Regions from separate parts of the Salmo salar genome. Here region 2 is linked to region 1. Evidence: chromatin contacts called from public Hi-C data. All regions are on one chromosome and are shown on one strand. The core of a region is the stretch at or near the end of the contact, and the rest is flanking DNA. Distances in the headings are between cores, read along the strand shown.

The links. Hi-C and Micro-C count contacts between places; a contact is called where the count stands out from the background.
Region 2: a contact with region 1 is called in a Hi-C map of muscle, with 5 times the contacts expected there. The contact joins the enhancer-like site here to the promoter of LOC106565962 in region 1. A contact is called at or near these places in 2 of 3 Hi-C or Micro-C datasets (gill and muscle).

What each region holds. Positions count from the first base shown.
Region 1 is chrssa12:83,415,350-83,419,605 of Ssal_v3.1, reverse strand. It overlaps LOC106565962 (forkhead box protein J3), which reads right to left and starts at 2,089. Exons shown (of 12, transcript XM_014133654.2): 1 at 1,860-2,089.
Region 2 is chrssa12:83,566,839-83,571,094 of Ssal_v3.1, reverse strand. The region is part of intron 5 of LOC106565962 (forkhead box protein J3); the gene reads right to left. Among protein-coding and RNA genes, the nearest start is that of LOC106565961, 13 kb to the left of the region's middle. Within about 2 kb of position 2,009, at least 1 of the 13 cell types and tissues checked has an H3K27ac peak or open chromatin away from gene starts, as enhancers often do. A contact at or near this core is called in muscle, where this site is marked.

The sequences.
Region 1 (4,256 bases), core at 840-3,339:
TCTACGACAATCGAGAATTTCAATAAGCAATTTTCTACAGCTGGCCATGCTTTTCCACCTGGCTACCCCTACCAACAGTTCAGCACCCCCTGCAGCAACTTGCTCAAGCCCCCCCTCCACTATGCAACCTGGTTTCCGAGCTGGTCATGGGTGTACCTCAGCCACACTCAAGGTCCTAAACGATACCATAACCACCATCGATAAAAGACAGTACTGTACAGCCATCTTCATCGACCTGGCCAAGGCTTTCGACTCTGTCAATCACCACATTCTTATCGGCAGACTCAAAAGCCTTGGTTTCTCAAATTACTGCCTCGCCTGGTTCACCAACTACTTCTCAGATAGAGTTCAGTGTGTCAAATCGGAGGGCCTGTGGTCCGGACCTCTGGCAGTCCCTATGGGGCTGCCACAGGGTTCAATTCTCGGGCCGACTTTTCTCTCTCTCATACACACACGCATACATACATACATACATACATACATACATACATACATACATACATACATACATACATACATGTTGCTGGTGATTCTCTGATCCACTTCTACGCAGACGACACCATTCTGTATACATCTGGCCCTTCTTTGGACACTGTGTTAACAAACCTCCAAACGAGCTTCAGTGCCATACAACAATCCTTCCGTGGACCCCAGTATCTCTACTTGCACATCATCATCTGCACATCTATCACTCCAGTGTAAATGCTACATTTTTATTATTTCACCACTATGGCCTATTTATTGCCTTACCTCCCTACATTTACACACACTGTACATAGATTTTTCTATTGTGTTATTGACTGTACGTTTGTTTATGTGGAACTCTGTGTTGTTGTTTTTGTCACACTGCTTTGCTTTGTCTTGGCCAGGTCGCAGTTGTAAATGAGAACTTGTTCTCAACTGGCCTACCTGGTTAAATAAAAGGTGAAATAAAATAAATGACTCAAGTCATTATTGAAAACAGAACAACTTCAACAGCAGTTTCAGGGCTGCATGTGCATGCAGACAGCACTGTAGCTGCTATTTAAAGAACGGGTGATTAAGACAAACCAGACCTGATCTCTTTTTGTGGGATTAAGTTTCCAAAATTGTGCAAATAAAATACTAGAACCTGAATCAACACAGCCTTGCCCTCAAGTGCTTTCATGATTCTTAGTAGCCAAACTAGCCAGTGACATTTTGCCAATGCATTCGTTTTTTTATTAGACATCAAATTGGATTGTTTTAGACTAGCTACCATCGTTATATGGGGAAATCCCACAATCAGACTACGAACCGCATTCTAACAGTTAATGAGGTGTGAGGGACCAAGTTGACCAACCAGTCAATCTAACCACAGAGCGTGTGACAGTTTGGATTAACCTGAAAATTCCCAAATTATCTTACATTTGCCACTTAACGTTACAGAAGCAAGGCTAAACAGCTGGCTAATATTATAGCTAGCAACACACCATGTCAAAAGAGGTTCGGTTTTCTTCACAACATGGCTTGGTAGCTAGCTAACTGGCTAGTTAAAGATGTGGAAGACGAATGCTAGCTGTCAAAGTTGCTCAGTTATCAATGGTGCTAGCAAGCTAACGTTAGCTAGATAGCTAGCTGTCAAGTTCGAGAGTTATAGCTAGCTAACGTAGCTAAAATGATGACCCATGCTATCATGTTAGTTCATTGGCAACGAGCTACCTGGATCGTTACTAATGATGTCCCCATAGGCTCCGTCCCAGCAAAAAGAAAACTGACAAGAGGCCCTGATTTCTGAACTCAATCCCCAGAACTTCAGTGCAGCTCACTTCCCCATGAAAGTCGTCCATTTCATGGGCCTCAGTTCAACTTCCATTCCCATGTTCTTACAGCTCACTTACCCTGGGTATATATGGTCGTTGCCTTTGTCCAGGGAAGTGTTGAAGTAACTGCCCACTCCTCTTCCACCTGATCTTCAACAAGAAAGTCCCTCAGGTGCCTATTCTCTGGCGTTTGTCCTAGATTAGACCCGCTGTGCCCTCACTGATGTGCCCGTGGTGTCCCTCTTCGGCTTCTCCGCCTTTTCCCTTTCGCCTTCCTCTCGACAACCAACATCCGGGACTCTGTCGTTTGCTACACAAAAATACCCGGAACTACTTCCAACACAATTCGAGAATGATGCCGATTACAAACTGCACTGGCTATATTACTGCACTCTACGATGTACACAGCCACACAAACTAGTCCCCTCCCTGTCGTCTCTCTCTCTCTCTCTCTCTCTCTCTCTCTCTCTGCTACAACTACTTTAATAAAACAACAACAATAATAGCAATAAAACAACACATCATCATTATAACAACACTCATCATTATAATAAAAAAATAGTGTTCTAAGCTATTAATAACCTTACTACAGGAGTTATGACAGTACAACAAGAGGTAATATTTAATTGCAAGAAATTATTAATTTTGCTATTTCCTTGACTTCAGATTATACTGTTGTTAGCAGCATCTATTTTTATTTTATTTTATTTTACCTTTATTTAACTAGGCAAGTCAGTTAAGAACAAATTCTTATTTTCAATGACAGCCTAGGAAAAGTGGGTTAACTGCCTTGTTCAGGGGCAGAACAACAGATTTTTACCTTGTCAGCTCAGGGATTCGATCTTTGGTTACAAGTCCAACGCTCTAACCACTAGGCTACCTGCCTCTAGTCTTCTACATGGAGCACTATCTTAGTAATGTTCACGTTATGAGACATGTATTGACATTTTTGGTCAATTCATACTTTGCTGGAATCAAAAATGTCTGATCACTATTAGTACAGTATATACAGTATTTCAGCTTCCTCATACAGTTTTCGGTTGGAAAACAGAGCCTCCAGTGGGTTCTCATTGAAAATGCTTCACTTGAGCTGCAAACAGGTTGCCAATCATATTTCCCATCACAAATATGTGATGGGAATAAGCAAATGATCTACAATTACATTGTGTGTTGAATCTAGCCATAGCCAAATATGGAGACATAGATACCACGTTGTCAATACAGTAGCTGGTCACTGTGTTATTGTGCGGTTGCCATTTGTTTCACTTCAGGTTAATGTGTAGACTCTTTGTATGTAATCAGAGTAAATCAAATAACATTTTATTTGTCACATGCGCCGAATACAACAGGTGTAGACTTTACGATGCTTACTTACGAGCCCTTTCCCAACAATGTAGTGTAAAGTAAGAAAAACGTGCAAAAAATTGAAAAGGAAATAGTAACACAATAAAATAAGAATAATGAGACTATATACACAAGGAGTACCGGTACCTAGTCAATGCGCAGTGGTACGATGTATTTGAGGTAATTTAGGTATTATGTACACTATCATTCAAAAGTTTGGCTTGGGGGTAGAAGCTGTTTACAAGCCTCTTGGACCTACACTACCGTTCAAAAGTTTAGGGTCACTTAGAAATGTCCTTGTTTTTAAAGAAAAGCACATTTTTTGTCCATTAAAATAACATCAAATTGATCAGAAATACAGTGTAGACATTGTTAATGTCGTATATGACTATTGTAGCTGGAAACAGCAGATTTTCTATGGAATATCTACATAGGCCCATTATCAGCAACCATCACTCCTGTCTTCCAATGGGTTCGAGTACAGGCTCAAAATGGCCAGAAACAAATAACTTTCTTCTGAAACTCATCAGTCTATTCTTGTTCTGAGAAATGAAGGCTATTCCATGAGAGAAATTGCCAAGAAACTGAATATCTTGTACAACGCTGTGTACCACTCCCTTCACAGAACAGCGCAAACTGGCTCTAATCAGAATAGAAAGAGGAGTGGGAGGCCCCGGTGTACAACTGAGCAAGAGGACAAGTACATTAGAGTGTCTAGTTTGAGAAACAGACGCCGCACAAGTCCTCAACTGGCAGCTTCATTAAATAGTACCCACAAAACACCAGTCTCAATGTCAACAGTGAAGAGGCGACTCTGGGATGCTGGCCTTCTAGGCAGAGTTCCTCTGTCCAGTGTCTGTGTTATTTTGCCCATCTTAATCTTTTCTTTTTATTGGTCAGTCTGAGATATGGCTTTTTCTTTGCAACTGCCTAGAAGGCCAGCATCCCGGAGTCGCCTCTTTGCTGTTGACGTTGAGACGACTGTTTTGCGGGTACTATTTAATGAAAAAAATTGAATTAGCCTTTTAAAATGCTAAACTTGGATTAGCTAACAGTCCATTGGAACACAGGAGTGATGGTTGCTGATAATGGGCCTCTGAACGCCTATGTAGATACATAAAAAAGCTGCCA
Region 2 (4,256 bases), core at 760-3,259, 150 kb before region 1:
CTGAATAAGTGTCCAGGTAAAGGCTCTTCTCTCTGAACCTCCACAGCTACCCGAGCCACATGGGCTCCTTCTGAATAAGTGTCCAGGTAAAGGCTCTTCTCTCTGAACCTCCACAGCTACCCGAGCCACATGGGCTCTTTCTGAATAAGTGTCCAGGTAAAGGCTCTTCTCTCTGGGTAGGTAACTACTAAAGGTCACACTACTGGCCATGTCAGACCCATCTGCTCACAGAGCGCAAATCGGTTTGGGACAACAAAGGTCTTCAATTCAACCGAGACCCTGACCTTTCAATACAGCAACGCAAGCAACCAGAGCACTGCAACACGACCATCTTCATTATTATCATCTGAAAAGGCTTTGCTAAAGAAAAAAATGGAGTATTGTGGTGTCACACAACAGACTGCTATTAAGTAGCACTGGTGGTAGAAACAATCTGGCGATGAATATAATGAGATCCAGAGAGAATAGACATTCATTTTTTTCCATTGTGCGAAACTGAAAGGATGTGTGGAATGGCAGCTATGCAGGCGATGCTACTGGCTGGTGTGTGTGACAGGGCAGGGATTGGCAGCAGCACCAACAGCCTGGATGGTGCTGGTGATGTGTGCTCAGTCTTGCCCAGTGTCCGGCCAGGGCTCTGCTCATCAGGCTGAGTGGCTGTGGCCCTGCCTGCACCCTCTCTCTCAGTCTAACACACAGCAGCAGCAGGACATGAAGGCCGCTCTGCTTTCTGAGTCCAGAGACAAGTCTAGGTCTGACTGACCTCCAGATCTGAGCTCAAATAGTACTTGTGCTTGATTGAGCTTGCCTGGCACAATGGAACCAACGGAATAATCACAAAAGTGAAAACCCGGCAAATCTGTCAAACCAGGCAGGCTTAATCATCCGCTCAGTGTTTGAAAGAAAACATACCATTTGAACCCAGATCTGGCTGCTGCCCCATGTTACTGTTATATAGGCAGTTTGAGTACAGCCACTGACTAGTGCTGAGCAATTAACCAACTTTTTTTTTGGTGGGGTGGGTGGGGGGGGTATTAAACAACTAATTGACAAACGTTAGTTCAATTACTTGAATTCCATAGTAGCTAATTACCACGTTTCGACAACTATGCAGCATATTTAAGCAGCTACTAGCTAGCAAGCTAGCCTAGCTAAATAGGATGACTCAAAGAGAGTCCAGTATGGGGAGTACAGAGAACGTTACATGTATGTTTGGCTGGCTGGCTGCCTGCTACTGCCTGAGAAGAGATGAGATGGCTTTAAATAATGAAAAATAATAACACCATCAAATAAAAGCAAGTAATACACACAACTGAAATATTATTTCATAGTAATGTCCTCTTTTTCTATTGACGTCTACCCAATGTGGACCTGACAAAGAGAGTGTTTTCAATGTTTTGGCAATTCAATGTTCATTTTGGAATTTCCACTAAAATAATTAGTCATTATTTCATAATGCATTTAATGTTGAAAAAGATAAGCAAAACTGAAATCCGTCATGTTATTTTTTATACGCAAACTTGTCCTGACACTAATCCTGACACACAGCACTCTCCCTCTGTAGTGAGTCATTGTGGGCTCTCACTCTGCCAGAAAATGACACAAAAATGTTGTGCTTTAATAACAGTCAGATGAGAGAGTGTTGGATCCAGTGTAGTAGTGAATGTTTGGTGGGGGAAGGGATGAAAGAGAAGCTAATTAGTCGACTGTTGCCTTCCACCACTCAGTGTGGGCTGGGCTCCAGTGTTCATTAGCGTGAAGGAGGAAATCAATGAGCAGCTAAGACTGAGGGCTTAGGCACGTCTCGAAATCAGCACTACAATGCTAATCAAACAGCGCGCTGCAGAAATATAAATGTTACATGTAATGAAGTCTTAAACCACCAATCTATTTTTAGTCCCCTCATCCAGTGTGATGATTTCCAGACCTCACTGCTCTGTGGTTTACACAGACCCCAGAGTCAAGACGCCCACTCCAGCACGCCACACAGTCACAGACCAAAACCCAGTCATCATGTCTCTCACACACACAAAGTCATCCAGTCCCACAAAGACAAGCATGCTCACACAGGCAGGAGCTCCTGCCACAGTAAATCCTGATCCGTGTTTGGTGCTAGCAACTAGCAGGAGTTAGTGTGTGTTCTATTCTTAGCAGTAAATTAAGTAAAAAGCCAGGTGTCTTTTACATAAGACTCTAATCTGGAGCATGAGACTTGGATTATGAAATCAAAGCGAGATTCACCCAGATGTCTTTAACAATGCCTGCCAGTGTTCAGCAGAATCCCTGCTCACAGGATTTAAGAGGGAGAAAGAGAAGCAAAGCACAGGGCCAGACGTTTCCTCAGTAAACACACACTTCTTCCTACAATCCCCCTTCCTTTATCACGCTCTAATGCCAGACTTCTGTCTCATTCACAACCATTACAAACAGCTACCTCAGAATAGACCAGAGAAAAATGTTTTAAAACGTGTGTGTGTGTGTGTGTGTGTGTGTGTGAGAGAGAGAGAGAGAATGAAAGGCAGGGGAGACTTGAAGGCACGTCTAACAGACAGTGTTGGGATTCTCACTGGTTCTGTAGTCCTGACACAGCCTCCCATTGGCCTCTCAGAGAAGGCAGGAACATGAGAGATAGAGAGGGAAAATAGAGAGCGAGAAAGAGGGAGAGAAAGAGGGAATTCCTGTGGTTTGGCACAGTGCACCAAAAGAGGCGTGGCCAGTTGTATGTTTACAGTGTAACACAGTGAGAAACAAGCTCTCTCAGGAGTAGGGCTCAGATCCGCTGCTGCTTCTCCACTATGCTTTATCATAGCAACAGTTACAATCAGGAGAACAAAAGACACTCATAACGTCACACAAACACAGCCCCGCTGTATCCTTGCCTGAAGCAGGGATGTTCAGAATTTTTGGGGTTTTGTTTTCCATTATTCTTATGTGTGAAATCAAACTTATCTATGGAGGATGTCCGTGTTAAATGACCAACTGAGGTTTGAAACCTCAATTTTCCCAGCAAATCGATGACAAGTGATTATTTGTTGAGATGAGAGTAGGAAAGACAAGTGTGTGTGTGTGTGTGTGTGTTTCCAGGGGCACCACCTAGCCCGTCTCACACGCCAAAGACAGTCCTCCTTCCGAAAGGGCAGACACACACCACTCCCCCTTACTGCACACACACGCAGTCAGATACGCGGTTCTATTCTCGTGAGGCCCTAAAATGTATTTCCTTTCAAAATCCTATTTACCCTAAGCCCAAAACCTAAACCCCAAAATAGCCTTTGTTGTCGTCGGGATTGCGGAAATGTCCCAACGATGGAGAATTTTCCTCATTTTACTATCCTTGTGGGGACTTCAGGTCCCCACGAGGGTAGAAGAGCAAGACCACACACACCCTCCTCTTCTCACACATCCCACCCTCAAGTACTCTACCCCAAAGCACCCCCCTCCCACCGTTTATATAAAACACAGTATTTTTTTACGCCCGCTGCAGTAAATGAATGAGCGACTCTTGTAGGCTTTTTAAAAGTACTCCAGAGAGCTGCCCCCACTGGGCCCAGAGGAGAGGGCTTAAGGTTAAAAAGCCTATTTCAATTTCAGAGTGAACAGCGTATTCAACGCCAACAGCTTGCAGTCCCTGTGGCTTCTCCCGCTCTTTCTCTGCAGTGAGGGTTATACGGCAACAGACATCCACACACACAGTAATGTCTTGCCAGGCTACCCAGACTCCTCCAGCCAAACGCTACGGCACGCCTGTGGACGTTAGTTTCTTCTCCACAACGAATCTGGATCTGAGTACTTGCCTGACCCCTCACCAAATGTGAACACATTCGGAGACGTCTGATTGGTCAAGAAGACGCAAGGATAAAGCGGCGGTTTGACTTTGATACTCTGATTTGTTAGAGACGATCAAATGGATTACTTTGTTTAGTACAACACCCATCGTCACCACAAACGACTTCAATGATGACTTTAGTGTGAGTCGTCAGGCTAGGCAACCCAACCACATCTCATGGACAGACCAGAAAAGGACTGGGCATCTTCCATGAACTTTCAGGTGTGTGTAGAGTAGTGTTGTCACGACACCAGAATTTTGATTTCCATACCAATACCAGGGTTATCATCACGATACTCAATACCATACTCAACATCAATATCATATTGAACACAATGAGTAATCCCCTGTTGTTGTGGTGCTGTGTGTGTGTGTGTGTGTGTGTGTGTGTGTGTGTGTGTGTGTGTGTGTGTGTGTGATATATCCCGGT